Regions from separate parts of the Mus musculus genome. Here region 2 is linked to region 1. Evidence: chromatin contacts called from public Hi-C data. All regions are on one chromosome and are shown on one strand. The core of a region is the stretch at or near the end of the contact, and the rest is flanking DNA. Distances in the headings are between cores, read along the strand shown.

Region 1 (5,773 bases), core at 2,459-4,958:
TGTAAAGACTTTTGTGGATAACTGGAACACTCTTCCCTGCTTGCCCCCCCCCCCCGCCCCCAGTGTGTGTGTGTGTGTGTGTGTGTGTGTGTGTGTGTGTATGATGTATGTACACATTCAAATGAGTGTCTAGGCATGTGGAAGCCAGGCTTTCTTCCTTGGTTACTTTCCACCTTACCACATGAGCTAGGTCTCTCACTGAACTTGGAGCCTATTGATTTAATTACTCTTGTGCCCAGTTTTCACCTTTCACCTATGAGATTACAGATATTTGTGATGTGTTTGGGTTTCCCAACTCAGGTTCTCATGCTTGCATGGCAAGCCGTTTACCTAGTAGCCACTAGAGATTGAATCCTGGGTCTTGCATATGCTAGGCTATTGCTCTGCCATTGATCTACATCAATGGACCTGTTTTTATTTCTAATTTTGTCACATGGTTTACTTAAGTTCCTGGGCTGGCTTTTTAAATGCAGTGTATGGGTTATGCTAGCTTTGAACTTGTACTACTGAATAGCTGGGACTGTAGGCTGCCTTTTCATTGCATCAGTCTCAGAAATTAGTAAGTAAGGCAGATAAACAAACCAAGAATTAGAAATGTTTCTTTTTTGAATGGGAAACCTTTTTATGAAATAATTATTTAGTACTCCATATTAAAATGATTGGTAGAATAAAGCAGTGTTCTTTAAAAAGAGTAAAAGCTGGTGTTTACCAGAAGATTAGAAATTAGTGCAATCAGTCAGCTTTGTTTCTGGTACCATCCACCGTTATTTTAAGTTACCCTATTGGAATATGTAGTCTACAGTTAACACATATCCAGCTAGTGTTAGAGTTACTCTTTTACATGGTCAGGCCTGGTAATCACCAATAAAACTTCTATTTTAAAAATTTGTATTTATGCTACAGAAAAGAACACACACAAAGAGGGTATGCCCTTGGAGGCCCTAGAGATTTACCTCAGAAAGAACTTCATTTGATAGGGTGCCTGCTATCTCTTTTAACTCATTCCAAATCTAGAAAGCAACTACTTACTAAGAGGGACTGTGGACCTATCTTCCTTGTTGGGAATTCCATTTCATACTTAGGAAATGTGAGGTCACATCATTCTCTCTCAGTCTTGCTCTGCAGCGAGAGCTAGAAGGGGAGTATTTGGAGCAACAGGCACTGCTTAGAACACTAGTATGTATGAAAGTCCTTATTAGGGAATTTAAAAGGCTGCTTTATAAAGTCTGGATCTGTCCTAGCAGGAGGCTGAAGGATAGCCAGGGTTTAAAGTTATTTTCTGTAAAAAAAGAACTCTGTTCCTTACAAGATCAACTTGTGTGTCTCAGGTTTGGTCCAGTCGAGAGCTCTACTCTAGAAACTCCATTAGTCATTATGTAAGTTCTTGAATATTATCTGAACTGACAGAAACTGAGCTGAGAACAAAGCCATGAGTTCTGGTATTCACCTCTAATTTCAGCCCATAGGAAGCTGAGGCAAGAGAGTTTGATGACAGCTGACTCTACATTCCGAGACTGTCTGTTGGTGGGGATGGTAAGTGGGGGTCAGGAATTCCCATTTCCATCACCATGCTAATCTGGCATGTCATATTTAAGCATATAAAAATGCTTGGGAATCTGGTTTGGGGGCTATGGTAGGCCCAGACTTTTCCCAGGACTGGTGCATTCTAACTAGGATGTCCAGTTTTACTGTAGAGTGGTTGCTTCCTCAGAGACACCTTTATTACCCAGCCTGTTTCCTAAGAGCAGTTAGCCAGCCAGTCTCCAGGAGGTTGCCAACAGTATGTATGGCCTCTTGACAGTTTGTTAATGTCAGATACTTCAGATTTGGGCTACAAGAAGTCAATATATACAAAAGAGACTTTATCTGCCAGTCCATTCTTATAGATAAGAATTTTGATTTCTGCGTTGAAGTTGTAATGAAATATCACTTTATTTAGAAAGGGCTATTACCCAAATGGCAGTTTTCAAACACTCAATGGATATAGGGAAAGGAGCTGTCTCTCACACATTTGGTATAAATTTTACTAGTGTAGCCATTACTGAAAACAATGTGGAGTTTCCTCAAAAAACCAAACATAAAACTAGAAATGGAATTGTCATATTGTCCACTAGTCCCAGTAGACATTTATCTAAAGGAAATGGCATCAGCACACTACAGTGTTTATTAAGGTATGTTCACAGTAGTCAAGATCTGGAATCAGCTGATGGGTGAATGGTTAAAGAAAATGTGATACACACATATACAAGTGGGAGATCATTCAGACACAAGAATAGTGAAATGCTGTCATTTGTGGCAACATGGATGCAACTGGAGGACACTGTGCTTAGTAAAATACTCCAGCACAGACTAACTGTTTTCAGTCACTTGTGGAAGCTAAAATGGTTTGCATTCATAGAATGGGAAAGAAGAAGGGAAACGAGGAGAGGGAAAGGGAAGATATAGCAGTCATTAAAATGGGAGGATGACAGGAGGGTAGAGAAAGGTTAGCTTAGATAATGAGAACCAAATATGGTTGGGTAGGGGCAAGTCTGTACTGCATTAGGGTGACTGTAGTTCACCCCAATTTACCATGTGTTTCAAAAGCACCGACACAGAAGTGTTGAGTGTCACAGGTCTTAGAAACACCAGTAGCATCAGTGCTATCATTTACTGGTGCTTAGGTATGCTGTTGTTTGTTTGTTTGTTGTTGTTGCTTATGGGTTCATAATCTGTGACTATTATAAATCTGCTTAGTAGACTTTGGGGGGGGAGAGAGAGAGAGAGAGAGAGAGGAGGGGAGGGGAGGGGCAGGGCGGGGCAGGGCGGAGAGGAAAATGAATGAATGAATATTAACATCTGAAGTTAAAGGTGTGTGTGTGTGTGTGTGTGTGTGTGTGTGTGTGTGTGTGTACATGCACCAGCTTCTAGAGGAAGGATAATTTGTGATGGAATCTATGCATCTGGAATTAGGATATTTGTGATTTTTTTGGTAGCTATCTGGTCATGCCTTTGTTGGGTGGATGTTCACATCTAATCCTGTTCTGTTCATTCTGGATTTGTAGAATTATTTGAAATATTGTTTTTCATCAGCTGATATTAGTCTTTTTGTTTTTTTTTTATGGTTTATCCCTTCAAATATATATTTGTCATTTCATGAGATTGAGGAGTTCAACTTTATGAGGATCTCCTATTAAAAGCCATTAAACTTAATGTGGGATCAAACTGAAGAGGTTGAGCTACTTTCTCTAAAAGGCTAAACTTGGTTTCCAGCTTTTGATCTCAAAAGTATATGTATCCAGTAGTGGGATTGACAGTTCAGCCAACCTTACACAGCCACTTGCCAGTGCAACATAGTGGTGTTTACATAGGAGCCTTCAGAACAACTGTCAGAGGGCACTTGTCAGCCTTAATCCATGTGAGGCAATAATTGACAGAAAGGAAAGCGATTTCTCATCTCTATTTTCAACCCTTGCCTTTTGAGTGTAAGAGCTTGGGTGCTTTCTTTAGAGGCAGAGCTTTCTCACCCACGTGTAACTTGAGTGTTGGGTAGAGGAAGGCTGACGCCTATTTTTAAACAAGAGAGAGAAGAGGAGTAGAGTGACTTTGGGTCTTACCCCTTGAAGATTCTTCTGATTGCTTGGAATGATGAGCATGTTACATTTAAGGTGTCTGGAGTCAGAGGTCCAGTCGCATGGCCTCTGTGTGAGTCATCACTTGCTGGTCCTTTGAAATCATCATGTTTGGAAATCAGTGAGAGAATTGATGACAGGAAGGAACCAGTGGGAGAACCGAGTACAGGAACTGAAGCAGGCCAGGAATGAGTTTATAAAACAGAGCAAAAGTGCGCGGCCTCTCCACTGGGATGAAGGGAAGACTGGACAGCTTTTTGCTAGCGTTTATGCCCAGCACTGTTGTTTCCTTTGTATGTGCTGGTTTTGGCCAGGAGCTGTACGCAGTGTGAGGGAGGGAGAGAACAGAGTACCCTCTGTCTGTGGTGCTCAGCGTGCTGCTTTTTCTCCCTGGGTTATGATCATACTGTCATTTGGCTAATGAAAGCAATACTTACTGGTTTTTGATTTGGGTCATAGTCTAATTAATTAGCAAGAGAAACCGGCACTTTATGGCACTGGTCTCCACTTTGTAATTTGGAGCACTTTCCCAGTTAACTTAAATTTATCTATTAGAGTTTTTTATTATTATTAATCATTTCATTCACTTACATTTCAAATAATAATTCCCCTTCTTGGTTACTCCTCACCAACCCCTGCATCCCACTCCCTCTCCTCCCCTCCCCTTTGCCTCTATGAGGGTTCTCCTCCACCCATTCACCCACTCCTGCATCACCTCTCTAGCATCTCCCCACGCTGGGGCATCAAACCTGCCTTCCCTCCCATTGATATCAGATAAGGCCATCCTCTGCTACATAGGTATCTGGAGTCCTGGCTCCTCCATGTATACTCTTTAGTTGGTTTAGTCCCTGGGAGCTCTGGGTGGTCCAGCTAATTGAAATTGTTCTTCTTATGGGGTTGTAACCCCCTTCAGCTTCTTCAGTCCTTCCTCTATCTCTTCCATTGGGGTTCCCAGGCTCAGTCCGATGGTTGCCTGTGAGTATCTGCATCTGTATTGGTTCTTGCTGGTAGATCCTCTCAAGGAACAGCTATATCAGGCTCCTGTCAGCAAATGTTTCTTGGCATCAGCAATAGTGTGGGGGTTTGGTGTCTGCAGACAGGATGGATCCCTAGGTGGGGTGGTCTCTGGATAGCCTAGCCTTCCGTCTCTGTTCCTTTTTTTTTGTCCCTGTCTTTCCTTTGGACAGGAATATTTCTGGGTTAAAATTTTTGAGATGCATGGATGGCCCCATCCCTCTACTGGGGGTGTATGTGCCTATCTTCTGGAGGTGGTCTCTATGGGTTGTATCTCCCCTTTGTTGGGTATTTGACGAAAGTCACCATTGGCTCCTGGAATCTCTTGCTTCCCTGGAGTCTGAGGCTTTCTAGAACTTTCTTACAAAAAAAATTTTTTTTTTCTCTTTGTAAACCTGACTTTTTGTGTCTCTGTGTATAAAGTCCATTATATGGAATTTTAAAATTTACTTTCAAACATGAGAAGAAAATAAATAATGGGCAGTTAGAAGAAGCAGGGAAATGCTAAAATATGCTTTGTGGAGAAATGGCATTTGTGAGAAGGGTGCCATGTCAGGTCCTTGGGGGAAGTTGGAATAGCAGTAACATTTTTTTGTTTTGTTTTGTTTTTTTGTTTTTGGATTTGGAAGGAGGGTCTTGGAAAAGGTTTTCAGTAGACACTTAGAACCAGAAAAATGGGAGACTGAAAGCTGGAAAGGAATTTTAATGGGACAAGAACAACAAAGGAGAAGATGGGGAGGGGCTGGGATCAAGATTTCAAAGGTATTGTCATCCTTGAGGAGTGATAGGGACACTTTTCTGGGGTTCGAAAGGAGAAGGAGAAAGGTTCTTGGAAACATGGGGACATTTAAATGCAGTGTAAAGGACTCTGATCTAGATACTGTGTTTGGTAATTGTGGGCATCAGAATAAGTAGGGCAGTGGTAGCACGTGGCAGTTCAGAACATTGGGGACAAAGGCTGGCTGGACTGGTACTTACAGGTTCATCTGAGGCTGAGCTACTGAAAAGGGAAGCAATAATAAGATATAGTTATTTCACAGAAGGGGTCGACAAAGATTGAAGTACTGTAAGATTATGATCCCTCACTAGGATACGTGCGTCAGATAGGTAGGGACAAACAGATGTGCTCATAGCCCTACTGCCTGGAG
Region 2 (5,844 bases), core at 222-2,721, 200 kb after region 1:
TTGACACGTAGTTACACTTGTGCAACTTTTCAAAGATTCATTTTTTTGTTACTTTGTTATGTGTGTACCGTGTATGCAAGTGCCCAAGAAGTCCAGAAGACAGTGGCAGCTCTCCGGAAGGAAGCCAGGGATACAGGTGGTTGTGAGCTGCCATGTAGGTGCTGGAACCAAACCCAGGTCCTCTGGGAGAGAAGCATGCACTCTTGTTTCCCCTGCACACATGTCTGTGCACTGTGTACATGCCCTGTGTCCAAAGAGGCCAAAGGAGAGAGCTAGACGGCTTGGATCTGGAGTGATTGATGGTTGCGACCCATGGTTTATGCGCTCAGAATCAAACCTGAGCCCTCAGGAAGAGCAGAGCCCCTAACCAGTGAGTGAGTCATCTCTCCAACCCCTTTTGCAGTTTTTCTACGGTTCTTCTTAATATTACATCATGTGTGTATGCACATGTGCGTGTGCATATATATACATGCCATGGCACATGTGTAAAGGTCAGAGGGCAACATATATGAGCCAGTTTTCTGTTTCCATTGTCAGGAATTCAGGGATCAAACTCAGGTCACCAGGCTTGGCAGCAAGCACCTTTACATTTACACACGGCGCCATCTCGCTGGTCCGATATAATTATCTTTTTTATAGACCAGAATAGAGTTACAGAAGCCAGCTCTATTCTCTTCATAATTCAATCCTTCATGCTGCCCTGCAGCGCATGGCTTCTGGGAAACCTGTGCACACCGGTGTGAGAAGAAGAATGAGAACCCAACGTTAGATAACGTTATTAAGGCATCATCTTGCCTTCCAGGCTCCGAGGACCACAGTTTGAAAGCCACTGCTGTCAAGTTTAAACTTGGCGTTGAGCGGACTCTGGTTTTCTCTGTCAGGGCATCAATTCCTCAGCCAATAATAAACCTGAAGAGGAGGGACCCTGGCCAGGGAGGCTGCCCAGACCTCTGAGGAGCAGAGCTCACCTAGATGGGGGGGGGAGGGGGGAAGAAGCATCATGCCCCTGCCTCCCTGTCTCCCAGCTCACCCTGTCACACAGAGCCTGCCTCCCTGTCTCCCAGCTCACCCTGTCACACAGAGCCTGCCTCCCTGCCTCCCTGTCTCCCAGCTCACCCTGTCACACAGAGGCTGGGCAGTACCCAGGTGGCCTGACTCCAAGGGGAAGCTTCCAGCACGAAGAGGAGAGCCTCCTGATTGATTAACGGACTTTAGATGTAGGACAGAAAGAACTGGGGAGCTGGGTAAGAGCCAGCATGGTGGCATAGGCATATAACCTCAGCATTTTGGAGGTGGAGGCAGAACGATCTGGAGATTAAAGTCATTCTAGGGTATAAATTTGAGGTCAGCCAGGGTGGTAGGACACCCTGCCCCAGCTCTCCCCCTATCCAACTCCCCCTCACCCAACCCTCTGTCAAAAGAGAAGAACTAGGTAAGATACATGTTGACACAGTATTGTCCCCAGCAGGGACAGGAGTTTGAACTCTCCAGGCTGGTGCTGGGGGGAGGAAGGCAAAGTGAGGTGCAGGTTCCAGATCTCTAGGACTTTGAATCCATAGCTCTCTCTCCCTAAGCTTCTAATAGGCCAGGAGAGTCTCAGGCAATAGATGGGACCTGCCTGTCCTGCCTGGGACCGTGGGGATTACAGGCTACAGAGATCCTTGTCTGACACGTACTTTGGTTGAGTCAGTTTGACAAAGCAAAAGCTGGGAAGCTGACACATGAAGCAAAGAGTTTCAAAGAAACTCCCTTCCCGGGGGCCTGGCATTTTCTTCCTAATCTATATAAACCATAAAATTAATTTTCCAAATCCGCATTAGTCTAATGTATGGATCCACATGAACTCTATATAGTATTACCTTATTGTAATGCCTTTTAAGATTGAATTCTAACATAGCTAAAGCCTTTTCCAGTGTTCTAAAATTCCAGATAGCAGCAAGGAGCTTAACCCATTCAGTAACTAATTAAGCACTACAATAAAACAATAAAGCACTAGCCATTAACTCAGCTGTCTGCAGAAAGAGACTAAAAGTCTCACTGAGATAGAAATATTTACTACAAACTACATTCCACACCAGAGCAAGTTGATATACTATCCTGATAATGGAAATTTTCCAAACTAGATAAGAATTAACAAGGCCTAGAGAATTTCAGGGTCAGTGACATTACATTACTCTTAAGGCCTGTCAAGAGTTAACAACCCCCTGATGCTATTAACCCTAAAGTGTGAAATTCTTGCCTGGCATTAGGCTGATCCTAGGCAGGGCTTGTTATCCCTAATGTAAACATTTAATTAGTCCTTGCAAATTCCTTTCTGCTGTAACTGGTGAATTTTAGTGTATCTTGTCTTTTTGTGATTTGTATCTTCTGATAATTCATTGTAATATAAGTCTGAAGCTCGACCAGAATATTACATTCAGATCCAACACCACTCTTGTGTGTTCGTCTGTTTGTCACCCCATCCCACTCTTTGCCCATCTGCTTAAGAGATCCCATTCCACGCAGACACAGGGACCCAGAGGGTCTGCGGCACTTGTCAGCCCTCCAGCAGGGGCTCAAGAACAGAAATGGCCACAGGAGAAGGACCCCAGAGTCCCATGAGACTCCTGTAACCCTTCCTGCATCCATAGAGAGGTCCTACAGTCAGATAAAAGGGATGTGGTATGGATCCTGAGACCAGAGATGATCCTAAGTCACCACTAAAGTAGACAGACAGTGGACAATTTAGGAAAGATCTCAAGAAACCAGTACAGTTGGCAGCAGCAGTGAAAAGATAAAATACTTCAGAATAAACCTACCCCAAGTCAGAATAAACCTACCCCAAGAGGGGAATCGCTTGCTGAAAACCACAGAAGATTGCCAGGAGAAATTAAAGAAGGCATGAATAAATGAAAAGGCTTTCTGTGGTCATGGATGGAATGACTTAATCGTGTTTTTAAAAAACCACACCAGCCAAACTGGCCTACACAGAAGTCCAGTTCACTCCCTGTCCTGCTAGGGTCTCTATTGCTGTGATGCAACGCCATGACCAAAGCAACTTGTGAGGAAAGGGTTTCTTCAGCCCACAGGTCCACAGCACTGTTCATCATCCAGAGGAAGCCAGGGCAGGAACTCAAGCAGGGCAGGAACCTGGAGGTGGAGCTGACGCCGAGGCCATGAAGGGGTGATGCTTACAGGCTTGCTCAACCTGCTTTCCTAAGGCACCCAGGACCACCAGCCTGGGCAGCCCCGCCCACAATGCCTGGACCCGCCCCCATCAATCACTAAGACTTACAGCTGGATCTTGTGGCGGCATTTTCTCCATCAAGCATTTCTCCTTCCAGATGACTCTAGCTTGCGACAAACTGACAGGACAAACCAGCACAATAACGGAATCATCTCCATAAGAGGTCTCTATTCACTCAACGAAGAAAGGCAGCTTCTTCAACAAACGGTGCGAGAAGAAAACCTGATTTCTTGTTTGCTAAAGAATGCAGTGGAACCTCAACTTTACTCCACATAGAAAATTATACCTTAATGGATTAAAGATCAAAAAAACAGCATCCCAAACCATAAAACCCCCAGACAAAAACAACTGAAAAGCTTCATGACATTAGATTAGGCCACAATTTCCCGGAGCTAAAATCCCAGGAAAGAAAAGAAAAGTAGACAGACACAAACTCAACAAACGTAGGGACTTCTGTCGGAGGAGACAGGCAAACTGTCAGTCCATAGAAAGGGAGAAAATATTTGTAACCTACGTGTCTAAAGGGATTACTATCTCACACACATAAAGGAGATCTCTAGCTCATTAACAAACTAGCTGGGTCTAAAAGGACTCCACGGGGCTGGAGAGATGGCTCATCAGTTGAGAGCACTCACTGCTCTTCTAGAGGTCCTGAGTTCAAATCCCAGCAACCACAGAGTGTCTCACAACCATCCGTAAAAGAATCTGATGCCCTCTTCTGATGTGTCTGAAGACAGCTACGGTGTGCTCATATAAAATTAATTTTAATTTTTTTTTAAAAAAAGGAGCCAAGGGAAAAGGGCAAAAATGGTGTAATAGGACTCTCTAGCGACATGCCTCTACATTGAAACATCAACTTGAAGAACTACACACACACACACACACACACACACACACACACAAAGAGCTTTCCTGTGCTAAGAAAACCAGCTGTCAAAAGTCCCATGACTCTGCATTCACTTTGCATTTTGCTCTAATGCTACTGTGTTTGCAGGGGTGTGATCAGCAAAAGACACCCTGCTTGGCCTTGTGATATGTGGATATGGGGGCGGGGAGGGGAGGGAGGGGAAAGGGAGAGTAGGGGGGGGGAGGGGGAGAGAGTGAGCGAGTGAGCAGGTGCCCACAGAGGTCAGAAGTAGGAGTCAGGTCCCTGGAAATGGAGTGGCTGGGAACCAAGCTCTGACCCTCAGCAAGCATCCTTGACCTCTGAACCCTCACTTGTGGTTCTTGTCATCCCCAAAACAATGCAGAGAGGGCCATGAGGGGACACAGGAACATGGAGAGGCACTTTCAAGAGAAAGCCTGCTTGCAGAGACATTTAGGAGCAGAAAGACCTCTCTCTCTCTTCATGAGCGTTCTTGGATCATGAACTGTGCTTGAGGCAGTGGGATCTTCTCCTTTTTTCCTTCCCAGAGAGTTTTCAGTGACACAAACCAGAACTCTCTCATCTGGAGGGAAAGCTGCGCTGAAAAAGCTGCAGGATTCTGAGCTGCCCAGAACTAGGTCCCCAATGCTTTGCCTCTGCTTGTGGTATCTCCCAGGGATTCACAGCAAAGCTATTCTGGAGAGAGTAAACCAGGAATCCCTGGAAGTTCACAACACTTAGGACTGCACCAAGCTGTCTTAGTCAGGGTTTCTATTCCTACACAGACATCATGACCAAGAAGCAAGTTGGGGAGGAAAGGGTTTATTCAGCTTACACTTCCACTCTGCTGTTCATCACCAAAGGAAGTCAGGACTGGAACTCAAGCAGGTCAGGAAGCAGGAGCTGATGCAGAGGCCATGGAGGGATGTTACCTACTGGCTTGCTTCCCCTGGCTTGCTCAGCTTGCTCCCTTATAGAACCCAAAACTACCAGCCCAGGAATGGCACCATCCACAATGGGCCCTGCCACCCCTGATCACCAACTGAGAAAATGCCTTACAGCTGGACCTCATAGAGACATTTCCTCAAGGGAGGCTCCTTTCTCTGTGATAACTCCAGCTTGTGTCAAGTGGACACACAAACCAGCCAGTGCACAGTTGTAGAGTCTCACAGCCTAGACATGTTTCACCTGGCGCTTTCTGCATCCGGGTGACAACTTGAGAAGTGACCATGTCATGCCTTTCTCAACAGTAAGGGAAGAAGGAACTGGCCAGGGCTGAGTCGCCTTTAGCCCTGGCTACTGTGCCACAGAACTTTACTCTGAAACCTCTGGCTGACCCAAAGGCCACTGACACCACCTTAGCTGCCAACTCGATGGCCAAATGCTACCCTGTGAAGCTCCACTTTATGGCCTCTGAAGGCAGCTGGTCCATGCGGCACCCGCAGTCCTACAGTCTGTAACCCCTTCCTCGGGGATACCTCCTCCCTCCATGATGGAGGCCGGGTTCTCCAGTCCTCACCCCCTTATATGGCTCTACCACCTCAAGCCCCAGGGAACAGCGCTGTTCTGTGCTGAAGCGTTTCCGAGGTCATTGCCTGTGTGCCTCTGTCCCCTGTACTACGTGACACAGAACTGTCCTTGCAGTGCTACGTCATGCCCAACAATGAGTTCATAACGTCACCCCAGCAAGGTGATTTGAATATGACCATTCAGAACTGCAGGCCCTAAGTCGGAAGCGTGATCGTGTGCCGGG

Evidence for each region. Hi-C and Micro-C count contacts between places; a contact is called where the count stands out from the background.
Region 2: a Hi-C map of liver shows a contact between it and region 1, with 1.9 times the contacts expected there. The contact joins two enhancer-like sites. A contact is called at or near these places in 3 of 39 promoter capture datasets (3T3-L1-derived adipocytes, embryonic stem cells and hematopoietic stem and progenitor cells), 8 of 484 Hi-C or Micro-C datasets (CD8 T cells, the G1E-ER4 cell line, cardiomyocytes and 5 more), 1 of 115 datasets of contacts at active chromatin or transcription factors (large pre-B cells) and 1 of 9 other capture datasets (embryonic stem cells).

The regions. Positions count from the first base shown.
Region 1 is chr1:180,018,168-180,023,940 of GRCm38.p6, forward strand. The region is part of intron 2 of Cdc42bpa (CDC42 binding protein kinase alpha); the gene reads left to right. Among named protein-coding and RNA genes, the nearest start is that of Cdc42bpa, 60 kb to the left of the region's middle. Within about 2 kb of position 3,709, at least 59 of the 459 cell types and tissues checked have an H3K27ac peak or open chromatin away from gene starts, as enhancers often do. A contact at or near this core is called in liver, where this site is marked.
Region 2 is chr1:180,215,555-180,221,398 of GRCm38.p6, forward strand. The region is part of intron 1 of Gm37336 (a long non-coding RNA gene); the gene reads right to left. Among named protein-coding and RNA genes, the nearest start is that of Gm37336, 3.9 kb to the right of the region's middle. Within about 2 kb of position 1,472, at least 4 of the 459 cell types and tissues checked have an H3K27ac peak or open chromatin away from gene starts, as enhancers often do. A contact at or near this core is called in liver, where this site is marked.